Regions from separate parts of the Triticum aestivum genome. Here region 2 is linked to region 1. The links are chromatin contacts, called in public Hi-C maps. All regions are on one chromosome and are shown on one strand. The core of a region is the stretch at or near the end of the contact, and the rest is flanking DNA. Distances in the headings are between cores, read along the strand shown. Region 1 holds the start of LOC123165513 (E3 ubiquitin-protein ligase RGLG5). Region 2 has its middle 100 kb from the start of LOC123166401.

Evidence for each region. A called contact is a pair of places that touch in the nucleus more often than the background predicts.
Region 2: a Hi-C map of leaf shows a contact between it and region 1, with 7 times the contacts expected there. The contact joins the enhancer-like site here to the promoter of LOC123165513 in region 1. A contact is called at or near these places in 3 of 5 Hi-C or Micro-C datasets (all in leaf) and 1 of 1 datasets of contacts at active chromatin or transcription factors (leaf).

What each region holds. Positions count from the first base shown.
Region 1 is chr7D:490,725,821-490,733,656 of IWGSC CS RefSeq v2.1, reverse strand. It overlaps LOC123165513 (E3 ubiquitin-protein ligase RGLG5), which reads left to right and starts at 4,363. Exons shown (of 12, transcript XM_044583174.1): 1 at 4,363-4,381; 2 at 5,503-5,726; 3 at 6,823-6,907; 4 at 7,426-7,566; 5 at 7,673-7,786. The coding sequence starts at 5,526.
Region 2 is chr7D:490,931,437-490,939,272 of IWGSC CS RefSeq v2.1, reverse strand. No RefSeq gene overlaps it. Among protein-coding and RNA genes, the nearest start is that of LOC123166401, 100 kb to the right of the region's middle. Within about 2 kb of position 3,397, at least 2 of the 8 cell types and tissues checked have an H3K27ac peak or open chromatin away from gene starts, as enhancers often do. A contact at or near this core is called in leaf, where this site is marked.

The sequences.
Region 1 (7,836 bases), core at 3,114-5,613:
AAAAGTTGAATGCGGACATGAAATGGGTCGGCGCGTTGGGCGCACTACCGACCCAAATGCAAAACTGGGCGGACGCCGGGTGGGCGGCCGACCCAAACGGACAAAAGGCGGACAAATGCGCCGTCCGTTTGGGTCGACCCGTTGGAGTTGCTCTCAATCCCCTGGAAAAAAACATGCATGTCAATGACGCGAAAAATCATCCAGATTCTTGCTCCAGGTCAAGTTTTTTTTTAACGAAAATGCTGATGGAACAGCTTTTCATTGATAGGGGGGGTTATAGAGAGTTAAGTTACAGCAGCTTTACATGTGCAGTCCTCCACTAGGTGGACATGCCTTCTCCGTTGCTTGAAGTAAGCTTTCCTAGTCTGGTTCTCTTGGTCTGTTGAGGAGGGAGATGGCCTTGCCCCGTCCCGCCCTTTGCCAGACCGCTGCCTCTTCAATGATCCGTTCCACCACAGTCGTCTGCGGCGATGGTTGGTTTCTGAATATCCTTGCGTTGCGTTCGTTCCATATCGACCACCAAACCAGCTGTACGAGTGCGCTCCATGGCTTCTTTGCTGATGCAGTAATGATGCCATTGGACTGCTCGATCCAAAGCACCAGGGAAGTTGTGGTGGTGGAGGGAGCGAGGCCCGGATGAAGGTTGCAGCGAGCAATGATGTCGTCCCAAATTCGGATGGAGACGGGACAGGAAGCTAGCAGGTGCACGACATCCTCCATTGGCCCATTGCATAGAGAGCAAGACGGGTTGTGAGGCCAGCCTTTCCTCGCAAGGACATCGGCCGTGTTGCAACGTCCAAGAAGAGCCAACCATGCAAACAGCTTGCATTTGCCCGATGCATCAGATTTCCAAAGGAACGCAGCCCACGATGGCCGAGTGCAGCCCTCAAACTGAATTTTGTAAGCCGATCTCGCCGTGTACACGCCGTTTGCTGTCCATTTCCACTGAACTCGATCAGGCTCTTGTGTTAAGTGTATATTTTGGATTTCCTCCCACAGTTTCAGGAACTCCCTCATCGCCTGTGCAGAGAGGTTGGCTTTGAGGTGTCGGATCCATCTGTTGTTCTCCAAGGCTTGTGCAACGGTGAGGTTTTTCCTGGTGCAATGCTGAAACAGCGCCAGGAAGGCGTCCTGGAGGTTGATGCCCTTAAACCACGGCTCCTTCCAAAAGAGAATGCGGTCACCCTTGCCCAACTGGAAGTCAATAGATGCGTTGAACAGTGATCTGACCGTAGGGTCGATAGGCAAATCCAGCCCCTGCCATGCCTTGTTGCCGTCGTTCCATGAGAGCCACAACCACCTCATCCGTAGGGCGCGACTTTGGGCTGTCAGGTTGATGACGCCGAGCCCTCCGAAATCCTTTGGCTGACAAACAGTACCCCAGTTGACCAGGCATTTTCCTCCGGCCGCCACGTCACTGCCCTCCTAGAGGAATCCACGACGAACCTTGTCGATCAGCTTAGCCAGCCAAGCAGGTAATATCAAGGCTAGCATTTGGAAGATCGGCATCGCCGAGAGCACGGTCCTGACCAGATCCAGCCGTCCATCAAGGGAAAGAAAGGCAAGCTTCCAGCCCTTCATCCTTGCAATGAGCTTGTCGCAGATCGGCTGTAGGTCATTCTTCTTCAGTTTCTTGTCCGTCAGTGGCATGCCCAGATAGGTGCAAGGAAATTCCTTGATGGGGCAGCCCAAGTCTTGAAGAAGTTCTTGGAGGTCGATCCCGTTGCAGCAGATAGTGGAGACCGAAGATTTTGCAAAATTAGTGTGCAGGCCCGTAGCTTCTCCGAAAAGCTTGAGAATTTGTGTCAGTGCAAGTACCTCCTTGCGGCATGGGTTGATGAACAAGATTGCGTCGTCTGCATACAGAGAAGTCCTGAAGGGCAGTTTTTGGTTGCCGATCGGTCCCAGAATTCCGACCCTCACCGCCTTGTCGATGAGCATAGCAAGGCAGTCCATGACCAGCACGAACAGGAGCGGTGACAGCGGGTCTCCCTGCCTTAGCCCCTTCACCAGATTGATCGGGTCAGATAGATCACCATTGACAAGGATCCTTGTCGAAGAGGAGCTGAGAAGTGCTGACAGACAGTTGGTGAATCCTCTCCCAAACCCTCTTGCAACAAGCAGCTCAAGCAGGAACTCCCATGACACAGTATCAAAGGCGCGTTGAATGTCGAGTTTGAGCATTAGCGTCGGCGTGTTGGCACGTCGGAGGGCTTTGGCCAGCCCGCTGACGTATTAGAAATTGTCATGGATGGCGCGCCCTTTGATAAACGCGTTCTGGCAGGGGCCGACGAGCTCATTCATCCGGTGTTGCAGCCTCGTGGCCATAATCTTGGTGATCAACTTGGCGAAGCTACAGACAAGACTGATCGGCCTGAAGTCTTTTGTGGCCAGGGCCTCTGCATTCTTTGGAAGGAGAATCATAGTAGCCTAGTTGAGCCGGTGGAGGTGTGCCGACGCGTTTGCTTGCACGGCCCGGACAGCCCTTGTCAGATCATCTTTGATTATGGGCCAACACCGCTTATAGAACAAACCGGTAAACCCATCGGGCCCCGGGGCACTGTATCCATCCAACTCCTTGATATTAGCCAGGATTTCTTCCTCCGTGATAGCCTCGTCCATCTCGGCAAGGTTCAGTCTTGTGTATCCTATCCTGGACAGGTTCAGCCTCCTGGAGCGGGGCTCCTTTGATCCGAAAATTGGCTCAAAAAAGGAGTGGAACGCCTTTACTTTTGCGTCTTGGTCTGTGATGATCAGCCCGTCGACCTGTAGCTTGATGATGAAGTTCTTTCTCCCTCTGGCTGATGCTTTTGCTTTGAAGAATTTTGCGCCTGCATCTCCCTCTTTTATGCCCTTCACTCTCGATTTCTCCCGCCAGATGGCTCTGTCAAGCGCTGCATATCCTAGCCGCTGCATCTTCAAGGTGGCACGGAATTGCCTCTCTGCTGCTGTTAAGGGTCTAAGATCCATGACCCGGTCAAACTGCCCAATGATCTCGCTTGTAATGGCCGCTTTCAGCTTGATGTCATTGCAGAATTGGCCTTGCCACCGTTTCAGTGCTTTAGCCGTGGCTGCAAGCCTTCCCGCAAATTGGCCGACCGGATCCCCTGACGTCGGCGCCCCATGCCAAGCACCTTGAACCACCTCATCGAAGTCGTCAAGTTTCACCCAGTGGTTCTTGAATCTGAAAGCTCTGTGCTGACGGAATGCAATCTCACAGTTGAGGAGGAGAGGACAGTGGTCTGAGATGTTTGAGGACAAGGCTTGAAGCATGCAGTTGGGCATTGTCTCCTCCCACTCTCCATTGATGAGAACTCTGTCCAGCTTCACCATCATTGCGTTTGATTGCTCGTTACTCCACGTATATCTACGGCCATGGAGATATAGATCCTTTAGTTGCAGTTCGTTGATGAAGTTTCTGAAGGCAGTGATGCAGCGTCTGTTGATCCTCGGGTTGTTCTTGTCGGCTGCTCCGGTGATGAGGTTGAAATCACCGATCAACGCAAGAGCCGTGCCATTGGGAATACTGCCCTGAATAGTGTCTTTGAGTTCATGAAGGAAGGCAAGCTTCTCCTCCCAGATCTGCGGGCCAAACACCCCAATCACACCCACTGGAGCCCCCTTGGCATCTTTCCCAACAGCCGCCATCGTGTACCCTTGAACTGCAATGGTGGCCATGGAGTAGTGGTCACCTTTCCATGCCACTACGTGTGCTTTTTGGCAGATACACACCCACCTCCCTGCGTCGCAGTATTCCCAATGGCACGGTCCTTGCGTTGTCCAAAACTTGACCTGTGTAGCCGTCTCAGCAACACACTGTGCGAAGCTTGCCTTCCTTCGTGTGGTTTCAATGCAAGGGCCGTGCCATTGGGCATACTGTCCTGAATAGTGTCTTTGAGTTCACGAAGGAAGGCAAGCTTCTCCTCCCAGATCTACACACCCACCTTCTTTGCACAGTGTATCCAAAACTTGACCTGTGTGGCCGTCTCAACAACACACTGTGCGAAGGACAAATCCACTAGGTGTGGTTTTTGGCAGATACACACCCACCTCCCTGCGTCGCCCCGCGGTACGCAGGCCAAAACGCGACGCATAACGCAATTCACGTGGCCTGTGTGGCCGTCTCAGCAGCGCACGCCACCCATGAGCCGGTGAGCGCCGCCTAATTTCTTTCGTGAGGACCAGGTTAACTACACAAACGCTCCGCATGAGTTCACCGTAGCTAACTACCAACCCGGAAACCAGGACTGCGACGCGCCAACCACCGAACAAATAACGCCGCAGTCCACTGCTCTAGCCCCTCCGTCGCGCGCGGGCGCAGCAGAGAAAAGATCCCTCCCTCGACCTTTTCGGCGCCAGTGGATAACCATCGTGCAATCCGGTAATAATTCCAGCACACTACGGCTCTCAAACTAACCTTTCCCCCCCGGTTGGTTGGTGCCTGCGGATGCCGATGACGGAGACGAGTGCGCCACCAAACTCATCCGTCCGAGCTCTCCACATCCGTCCATTGAATACTACTCCTAGTTCCGAAGCTTCGGATATCGCTTTCAGATAGAGAGCGGAGGAGGAGGGAGGGACTCAGAGGAGCAGGGCGCGAGAAATCTTTGCCGTCTGGCCCCCGCTTCCAGTGCCAAGTGCCAACTGCATTGCCTCCCGGGCTGGCGATTGACTTGACCCGCGCCACCGCTTCTCCGCTGATTATAGTTTATCTCGTCGTGCCGGGCGTACAAATCTTGGTCTCAGCTGACTCGGCCTATCCCCTCGTCCCCGCTACTCCACCGATCCTCTTCCCTCTCCCGGAGCAGTGGCCTGCGCTGCGACCTTGGACGCCGAGAGCAGGGTAAGCCCATCCCTGCGGATTGCTGATTAATTTGGGGATGCTGTTGCGCGCGAGAGAATTCCGGGTGTTCGTTTCTTGGGGTTGATTGATTCTGGTTCCGCCGCCGCACCGGCAAGTATAGTCCCGTATCTCCCCACTCCGCCTCGCCTCCGTCTTGTTTCTTTCTTGGCGAGGGTGCGGGATGAAGCCAAGTTCTCCGTGAGTCAGCCCACGAGGTGTTTGGATCTGATCGTGTGAGGCGGTTCGTCGAATGCTCCTAAGTAGTAGTAATTGGCGGTTTTTTAGATGATTATATTTGGTATTTTTGATAGGTCGTTCTCTGATCTCGTTCAGACCTTTCGATATGCCCGATGCTTGTACTACTATGTAGGAACTGGGCCTTCTGCGATTGCCAGTCTCCAGTTTGGCAATGAGGAGGAAATGTGGGGGTGGATAGGGGAGGCTGTGGCTGTTTTAGGGTGTGAAACTTGCCAGTTTTGGATTAGAAAGTCACCCCTCCCTCCTCGAATTAGGAATTCGTCAAAAAGATCACATGTAATTGATGGATGGATCATGTTCTGCAAAAAACACTAGGATTTCTTGATACATGCGTGAAAAGTATCTGCTTTGTTTCCAGCTAGCTGTGTACCCAAGTACTCACATTCTCTTCTGTTCACCAGGAAGTTCAGCCGAGTGTTGAGGAATGGGGCAAAAGGACTCCAAGCCGTCGTATAACTCTGGGAATTCAGCCAACGGGTACAACTCGAGGTATGCAAACACGCCCTCCAGTTACAGCCCGAGGTATGCCTCTTCGGCGGGTAACAACATGCAGCAGCCAGAAGCACAGGCCAGGCTGCAGAGGAAGTATTCCAGGATCGGCGATGACTACCGTTCCGTCAGTCAAGTATGTATTGATGGCCTTTTGTGCCTTAAGTTCTCTTGTTTTCCTTTCCCAATTTTTGATGCATGGTTTTCAACTTGATGTGGCTGAATGGTACTACCATTCATCTTATTCAGTCGTCTCAGGTGGATTTTGGAGTGTAAACTATCTTTGGTAGAGTTAGTTTTATCTATATGAGTATTTCAAGAAGGATAGTGCTTTAAGTATTCAGGTCGAGAAATCAAATTAAATTTTGCATCAGCAAAGGAAGTTATCTCTTGCTCGATATGAGTATTTTCTGCAATGTTGCAACCATTTAAAAAATTCAAGCCACCTGCATTAATCGTGTTCTTTTCAATTGTACTAGCTTCGGGGACATACAGTCTTGTCTTGTATAATTTGCACTTATTTTCGGCAGTGAATGCATTTTTCATGGGCCTTCTTCTTCTACAATGTTACTTACAAGTGTGCAATTACTTACAAATATGAGAAGCCGTACGATAGTGTATACAGATTTTGGTTCTCTTCTAAGTCCTAGCCTGTCATATTCTCAGCATTAATTTGACTGGCATGGCGATTTAATGATATGGTACTGTCCAAGTGTACTTTGTCTGACATTCTATCAATCTTAGTCAGTTTTTGTTTGTATGGTAGGATTCCTAATCCAAGGTTTGATGACGATAAAATAAATTTTCCTGCAGTTAGATTTTACTTCTCCAAAGAAACTGACATCTTCTATAAGATGTGACTGCTATTTACTTTCCAGTGCATTTTCAGTAATAACCTTGATATCTGCAGTCAGACTTGTGGATCATTAAGCTGACAACTATAACAATCAACTAAATTGGGTAGTCCCATCTATTAAGGGCTTTGCTACTTCACCCGCACAAAAGACAAATAACTACAATGCTGATACGGAGCTGCAGTAGTATACTGTTATGTTATGAAATATTATTGGATTTGTATATGCTTAAATGAAATTGGATTCTACCAGCCTATGCATTTTCCTCTAGTACTACAGCCCAGATGACAGTTACAAGAGTCTTCCACATATTCTTCCTTTCCATTGTTGTGTTGTGAACTTAAAACTGAAAGCAACACCTTTTTTACACTGTTACAGGTGACTGAAGCTTTGGCTCAAGCAGGCCTCGAATCTTCAAATCTTATTGTAGGCATTGATTTTACAAAAAGTAATGAATGGACAGGTTAGCAGCTGATCTTTCTGCCTTTTGACTATAGATGCATATTCTTTTTTGCTAATGCTTGCTTTGGGGTCCACTGGTGCCTATTATTTATTAATAGGTACTGCTTAGTAGAATACTAGTTAGTTGCCCATATAGTTTGTGGTTTTGCTATTGAAAAAAAACATTTGGTATGTGATGTCAATGGTATTCCAACTTCTATTATAAAACTTTTGTCAGGCGAAGCCACATTATGCACATGAATTTCTTTAGATGAAAGGCAAGCAATGAAAACATTTCTGCGTTTGTATTGTAGAAAGAATGCCCCCCCCCCCCCTGTTGCATCTTATATTGATAATCATCTATGTCAGATCATAGTATTTTCATTTAACTTGCTATAATTTTCCATTTAGGTAAAAAAAAATATGACTGCTGCTGTCTACATGATATTGGAAACATTCCAAACCCTTGCCTCTATATGTGACAATCATCTATATCATATCATAGCATTTTCCTTTAACTTGCCGTGTTTTTCCATTTAGGTAAAATTTCCTATAACCGCCGCTGTCTACATGATATTGGAAACACTCCAAACCCATATGAGCAAGCCATATCTATTATTGGAAGGACACTTTCAGCTTTTGATGAAGACAATTTGATTCCCTGCTTTGGATTTGGTGATGGTAAGCTTAAGGTTCCAATTTTCTTTTTCATTGACCACTTCATGGATTTTCAACAAAATGTCTAAATGAATGTATTGAATATAATGTTTCCTTTCCCTGCTGGCAGCATCAACTCATGACCAGGAGGTATTCAGCTTTTATCCAGAGAACCAACCATGCAATGGATTTGAAGAGGCATTGGAAAGATACAGAGAAATTGTTCCAACTCTTCGATTAGCTGGTTTGTTTAAGTAATCACTTAATGTAGATTTCATAAAAGTGAAGAGAGGA
Region 2 (7,836 bases), core at 2,148-4,647, 210 kb before region 1:
GCTCCGCATAACCATTCCGGAAAATGAACACATCCTTATGATAGACCTGCACCTCTCCAACTCGGACTTTCACTTTTTTGCTCTTCATATTCAATGAATGACTACAAACATGAGGACAAACACTTGGTAGAAACAGCAAATAAATGAGACCAAACAATTTGCTATCTAAAGAAGTGCTCAAACTATAATACAGAAAGGAATGAAGCTGCTAATAACCAAAAGAACTAATTTTTAAGGGGGGCTACACTATTAACCTACTAACTAGCAGCAACAATGGACTGTATGACTGTTGGAATCTCCATTGTACAGCAGGACTAAATGGCCAGGATAGAAAAACTCGGTAGTGCTTTACACATATTCTGCTTCACAGCATCAAACATGGAGAGCCAGAATCGATTTCAGTCAACTAATCATGCATTATCAATTTTATACTCTAATGTACCATTATCCATTGTCTATTTGGGAATTTACTACATAAGAGTGGTCCATGCACTCAGGCCAAGTGCATGTATACAGTACAATTATTGGTACAAACCAAAGGAATTGGTCAGATAGAAACAAAGATTTTTCAAAAAGAGCACATGCAAGTAGATGGGTGTTGGCTTGAACTTTCGCCAGGGTAGAGGCCATCTCGATCGCAGTGAACTAGATGGATAACACTGCCTTTTATACATTATATATGATCATAGGTACATGAAGGAAAAAAGTACACTGCAGACTACCTTCAAAATAATAACTCACTTACCTATGATAACAAGATATGACAGGACGGAGATGGTCAACTACTCCGGATAAGTACTGGAAAGATGCATCAACATTTTATGGAAATAGTTCAGTAATACCAAACATCAATCGACATTCTACATCATCTGATATTTTAAGCTTATTATGTAGTCAACCCAATGTTGAGAGCATCAGATCATCGTTATGTTTCATATGTAGAATGCAATCAAACCTAATTTTACTAAGTTATTAAAATAAATTTGTCTTTGGGAAATATTAAAACTACAGCTAATCACAAATACATTGTACACTAATCACAAACTGCGATTCCGGTCTCAGGCCCTGAAAAAAGTGGACGGCGCATAAACTAATTAACAATTTGCCTTAAGCTGTGTTGGGCATCCAGACTTACTACTATCTCATTTCAATAGCAGTCAACATATACCATTTGTCACTGTTAAGAAATAAAGAAATACCTTAAAGTATATTGGTTCAGTAGACAGAAAAAGGAAAATGGAGAGGGGGCACCTGAAGGTGGAAGAATGCGATGCTGAAGCGGGGTTGTGGCTGTCGAGGATGAAGACGATGCGTCAGCGTGCTCGCTTGGGGACAGCAACGACGCCTCCGGTCCGGCGCTCGGGGACGGAGATAACACCCCCAGGATCCCCACAACCACAATCTGCAAGAGCTAAGGGGAACGAGATCCACACCTTCATCGCATCAATGGAAGCCGACGGCCGTCGTGTTCGACGAGCTCGAATCCTCCCTCAGGCAGCTGACATCAGGGCCCTGCTACCCGTTGACGGCCCGGGAGATCGACGAGGCACGCGGGCAGCCAAACTATGCGCAGTCCCAGCCACGAGGTGTGTGAGGACCACGAAGTATGAGAGCAGACCGAGCGGAGCTTCGAGGTGATCCTCACATATGCGATGCGGCGGACCCAGGCTGGCTCATCCTTTTACATGGCTGGGAGCTCCCGAGAAGAAAAGAAGACTTTTTTCCCCACGGTGTTCCAAGTTCAAGAGGACTTTTTTTGGAAAGGGAGAAGACAAGAACACTCGAGAAAGGACAAAATGAAGGTTCATGTTGGTGGGAACCTGTAGCCGCACTACGATTTTTTATGTACATGTAGCCACTCCACGTGTTGATAATCTGGATAGTTGTTAGATGGAACTTTGCTTAGGTGAAAAGATTAGACAACAATGGTACTACTTACGGTGTAGTACGTGTTTAACTTAACTCAATCAAATGTCTATCAAACACCACTAAAGAAACAAATGTCTATCAAACACCACTAAAGAAACAAATGTCTATCAAACAAGAAAGTGCCACCACGAACCATTTTAGTATATAAATGTTGTACTAAAATTAAGACGCTTATTTTAGGATCGGGGGAGTATATCTAATTCAAAAAATAAAAATATGTTCAATGTCAATTGAAAAGAGAAGGTGGGACATAATTGACTAATGCTCCCTCCATTTCATAATGTAGTGCGTCCGCGCTTTTCGAGATTCAAGTTTGACCATAATTTTAACCAACGTGACCGACTGTTGCGAGAGCAAAAATTATATCATTGAATTAATTTAACCAATGTGGACGGCGGCGGGAGCAAAAATAGCAAATATACATATGGGAAATGCTACATATATAAATTGCGCCCTAGGAATAATTGTGAAAAGTTAGCATAGTATCCATAACAAGCAAGTACATGATTATATATATTTATATATCGATGGGAAAACAAAATATACCTCGAAAAAACTATGTTTAAAAAATGCCCATATGTGTGATTTGTGAATGCGGTCACATTTCATTCGATTTTTCTTTAGACCAATCAAATAATGTGTTCTACTGATAAAACTTTATAAAATTCTAGCCCGCACACCGGGCGGGCCACTTTACTAGTTGATTAAGAAGAGGGTTAGAGAGTTATTGCTCAACAAAAGAAGCACCCCACATTGCAAAAAAAAAAAAGCAACAAAGGTTTCACTCTCTAGACACTATGCTACTCAAATGTCTCGTCTCTACGGTGACCCAAAGGTTGGCCTCGTCCTCAATGAGTTCTAAGATGTGGTGAGGCGGCGTCAATTTTTTTCTAAAGACACGTACATTTCTTCTGTTCCTCGGGTCCAATTCACAAGCATGGTTAGGGAAACCATCGCCTTCCAATTTACAACTATGGTACATTTGTCAAACTAAAACGCAAACACGTGTACTTTGGCAGATAGACAGTCATCTGTGTACGTCTCCCTCGTGACGCAAGCCAGTATGTCAAATATTGTAACCCACATCTCACGGTCACGTAGGTCCTACTACGAGATTGTCCGAGCAGTGCACGTCAGCCGCGTAAATTTTCACGAGATCAGATTAACCACAGAAAACCTTATCTAGTACTCCCACCGTTCCTAAATACTTGTTTTTCTAGGCATTTCAAATGAATATCACATACGGATGTATGTAGACATATTTTAGAGTGTAGATTCACTCATTTTACTCCGTATGTAGTCACTTATTGAAATGCCTAGAAAGACAAGTATTTAGAAACGGAGGGAGTACTTGCTCGTAGTAGACTTTGACAGATGAGGTGTCCGACTGGACAGCAAAACCAGGTCAGCACTGCCAACCACCGGAAGAGCACTAGAGCAGCATGTAGCCCCTCCACCGTGCGCGTAGCAAAGTTGCTCAGACTCGACTTTCTCCTCAGTGGATAATAATCGCACACACTACTACTCATAAGCCGTGGCATTACTCGTGTCGATGACTGAGACAAGTTTCGTGCCCACTGATCCATCTATAGCTCGGTTGCTTTGGATGTCATTTTCCACGAGAGTGACGGTGCAGGAGTTTAGAGGAGCAGCGCACAGGATGACAGGAAACACTTGCCCCCGGCCGGCAGTTGACTTGACTTCACCACCGTTTGTTCCCGGTTATTTTTTTTCCCTTGGAAGTTGTTCCTCCGGGTATTAGGAAATCGGCAACCCTCAAATTTTCTCCCGCAGCGGACAGAGAAGACCAGTCCGCGGACACGGATGTGAGAGCACGCCATCCAACCATAGCCTATATATGTCCGCCAGTAAATTCAAATTCAAATGTACTTTGATCCACACAGCATGCCGGATCACACCACCGCTGAATCGCATGCCCGGTCACAACCAAAAAGAGGCAAATATGCTAAGTTTTTACATGTCTGAATCCAAAAAAATATTAGTCTATGCATTTCTGCCCTGCCGGATCGGCAATCCCAGCCAGCTGATCCCCGATCAAGGAGGTGTCGTCGCCGCCGCGTAGGCAGCATCCGCCTCCGCCGCGTCCTCATAGTCCCCCACCGCCAACACATCTTTCTACCGCTGCAACATCTGGTAGCAGAGGATTGCACGATCATTCTTGCGTCGGCATCCAAAGAGTCGACATCCAAGGTTAACATCTTGGTGTCCTCCGCATTGGCGGCGATCTTCACCCTCTTTTCCTCGAGTGCGGCCAACAACTGGAAACGGTTGCTAATACCCCGTAGGCTGAGGAGCAAAAGGAGAAATCCGCACTTCCTCTCTTCGATCATGGTCCTCCTCTCTTTGAACTTGAGCTTCTTGTTTGTCGCCTCCATTAACAGTTTGAACCGCTCTGCCTTCTGCTCCTCCTTGATCTCCGAGCACCTCACGCATGTCTCCTCCTTCTTCGCCAAGATGTCCTTGAACCTCTCTGCCAGCTTGGTCACCGCACCTTCTCGCTTCGCCCTCTCCTCCTCCCACTTCTTCCCCCGCAAGTTTCTTCTAACCTTCTTCGGCGATTCTTGGGTTGGGTCGGTAGGGTCACCGGTTTCTTCCTCATTAGCTTGGGTGGCGGTCTTGGCAATGAAATGGTTCCACTTTGGTTTCCCATTCAACTTCAACCAACAATGCATGACGGTGAAGGACTTCTTCTCCAACTTCTTGTACACCACACAAACACGAATAGGCTACAAAGTGAAACAATGTCGATAATGCATATCCGTCTAGTGAGCAACAAAACAATACATGTCCAGCTAGTGATCAGCAAAACTAAAGCATATCCGGCTAGTGATCAACTTACTTGCCCGGTGATTTGGGCACCGCTAGGCCACCGTGCGATGAGATGCTTCAAGTGTCCGCAATACTTGGACACAGCCTCTTGGATGTCGCACCATCAATGATTGAGGGACTCCCTTTCACGGTTGCAGATGACTGCGTCGGAGTAGGGCGCGAAATGCTTGTATTCATGGAACCATATGTGACTGTTCCTTCAAAAGGTTGTGCCCTTTTGCTCCGTGCCATGGACATGATCGAGGCTAGTGGCCAACCATGCATCGCACAACAGCTCATCCTCCTGCATGTTGAAACTTCCTCCTCTACCCTTCTTCTCTGCATCGCCGGTTGTATCATCCGGATCATCGTCGTCGTCGTGCTCCTACCCATCGAGTTGCTGCTCTCCGGCAGCCTGAAAGGATCGAGAAGAGGGGTATAGATGGGGGTGATTAGACCCTCAAGAAGTAAAGGTGGCAATTTTTAAGTTCTTTAAGTTGAGGTGGAGTTTTAGCACAAGTTTAAGCATTCACAATACATTTCAAGCAAGCATGCCAAGAGTATGAGCAGCGAAAAGAGTAAAGCATGCTAGTTGCAAGAAAGTAAAGGGATGGGATTGGAGTGTGCAAATGCAATGAAGACACGGATATTTTTTGCGTGGTTCCGATAGGTGGTGCTATCGTACATCCACGTTGATGGAGACTTCAACCCACGAAGGGTAACAGCTGCGTGAGTCCACGGAGGGCTCCACCCACGAAGGGTCCACGAAGAAGCAACCTTGTCTATCCCACCATGGCCATCGCCCACGAAGGACTTGCCTCACTCGGGTAGATCTTCATGAAGTAGGTGATCTCCTTGCCCTTACAAACTTCTTGGTTCAACTACACAATCTTGTCGGAGGCTCCCAAGCGACACCTAACCAATCTCCTTGCTCTTGTGATTCAAATGATAGTCTCCCCAACACTCAACTCTCTCTCTCTCTCTCTCTCTCTCTCTCTCTCTCACACACACACACACATATTTGGATATGGTGGAAAGATGATTTGAGTGGAAAGCAACTCGGGGAAGAATAGAAATCAAGAATCTTGTGGTAGGATTGGAATATCTTGATCTCAACACATGAGTAGGTGGTTCTCTCTCAGAAAATGTATGCTGGAAGTGTAGGCACATTCTGATGGCTTTCTCTCATATGGAGAAGGGGGTGGAGGGGTATATATAGCCTCCACACAAAATCCAACCGTTATACACATTTGACCCAACTCGGTCAGACCGAATAGAAGAACTCGGTGAGACCGATTTATTTCAAAATGTGAACGTTACTGGAACAACTCGGTGGGACCGATGTGCTAGGGCTTAGGGCAAACATCAACTCGGTGGAGCTGATTGCATCAACTCGGTGAGACCAAAGTGAAGCCATAAGCAAACCGAGAAAAATGTCAAGCAAACTCAGTGGGACCGATTGCTCATTTCGGTGAGACTGAAATGTTACAAAGGGAAACAGAGAGTTTGTAAGGCCATCTCGGTGAGACCGAGATCCGTATCGGTGCGACCGAACTGTTAGGGTTTCTGGCAGTGGCTATGTCATATGAACTCGGTGGCTCCGGATAGGAAGAATCGATGGGGCCAAGTTTGACTTTGGGTTTTGGACATATTTGGAAATGGGAAAGTGGTTGAGGGCTTTGGAGCAATATCACTAAGCACGTTGATCAAGCAAGCCATTAAGCAACACCTCATCCCCTTTTAATAGTATTGGCTTTCCTATGGACTCAATGTGATCTATGATCACTAAAAGTAAAATGAAGAGTCTTGAGCTTTTGCCAATGCATGTCCTAGACACCTTGAAGGGGTTCCACATCCTCTTGTCCTTTCCACGCCACAGTTGATTGTTGAACTTGTCTGAAATACGCTAGATAAAAGCATTAGTCCAACAAGAGATATGTTGACATTAATTACCAAAACCACCCAGGGAGCACTTGTGCTTTCAGGCTCCCCCTTTTTGGTAATTGATGACAACATGCATCAAAGCTTTAGGTAAATGATACAAAGAGTAATAGGTAAAGCTTTGGAGAGACATGTAACATGCATAAGCTCCCCGTACATGTATGGAATCATGTGAAGATAGAATATACTAACATGTGAATGCATTATCATGACAGAGCAAGCACAGAGTTACATGTATCTTGGCTATATGCATCAGAGCAAATGATGTGATTTGGAAATGTACCTTCATGTTTATGAATCTCTCTTGCAAACAATATGTACATCAGCAAGAGATCATCATGCACATGAGTGTGATGCATATACTGACCTTGTGGTCTTGAGCTGGCTTTGGAAAGAGTGGACTTGAGAAAACAAGGTTAGATAACACAAGAACACTCCTAGTAAAGCAATTTCAGAAAACCACAAATCACGTACTAAGTACTTCATTTAGATATAGACATGCCCCCAAAGGTCTAAAGATGTGCAATGAATTCCAAAGATTTTCTCCCCTTAGACATGGTCTCTTTCTCCCCTTGAATCTGATATTGGATAATGGGAGAAGATAGGGTGAGATAAAATCAGAGCAACAGGAATTTAATAGCGAAGGCTAAGATCAAACATTGACATGTCTTTCCCCTCTTTAAAGACATGCGACTACTCTCCTCTTTTGTCAGCAAGCATCTATTTGATAAGCCTTTGGTGTGCTCTCTCTCCCCCTTTGACATCAATTTCCAAGAAGGGCACTTCTGGAGCATGAACCAAGTAGGTGTGGTCCTTGAGAGTCATTACAAAGCAGTGGGTAGCTAATGATGTTGATAGAGGGAAGGATCATTGAGTGGAGCTGAAGAAAACATGCAATAAGAAATGACAAAACATTTTCTCAGAGTTGAAATCGGTGACTTCGAGTTGTTTTCCTTTGGTAACACCGAGATGACAGTGTCACAGCAGGTTCCGATCGGTGAGACCAAATATGTCCATGTCGGTTGTACCAATGAACTATTCACAAGGAGTCCTTGTATTTCGATCAAGCCGATAGTTTTGGATCGAAGGGGCCGAGTTCAACACAGAGTAAAGATTTTGTCAACTCAGCTCACTTAG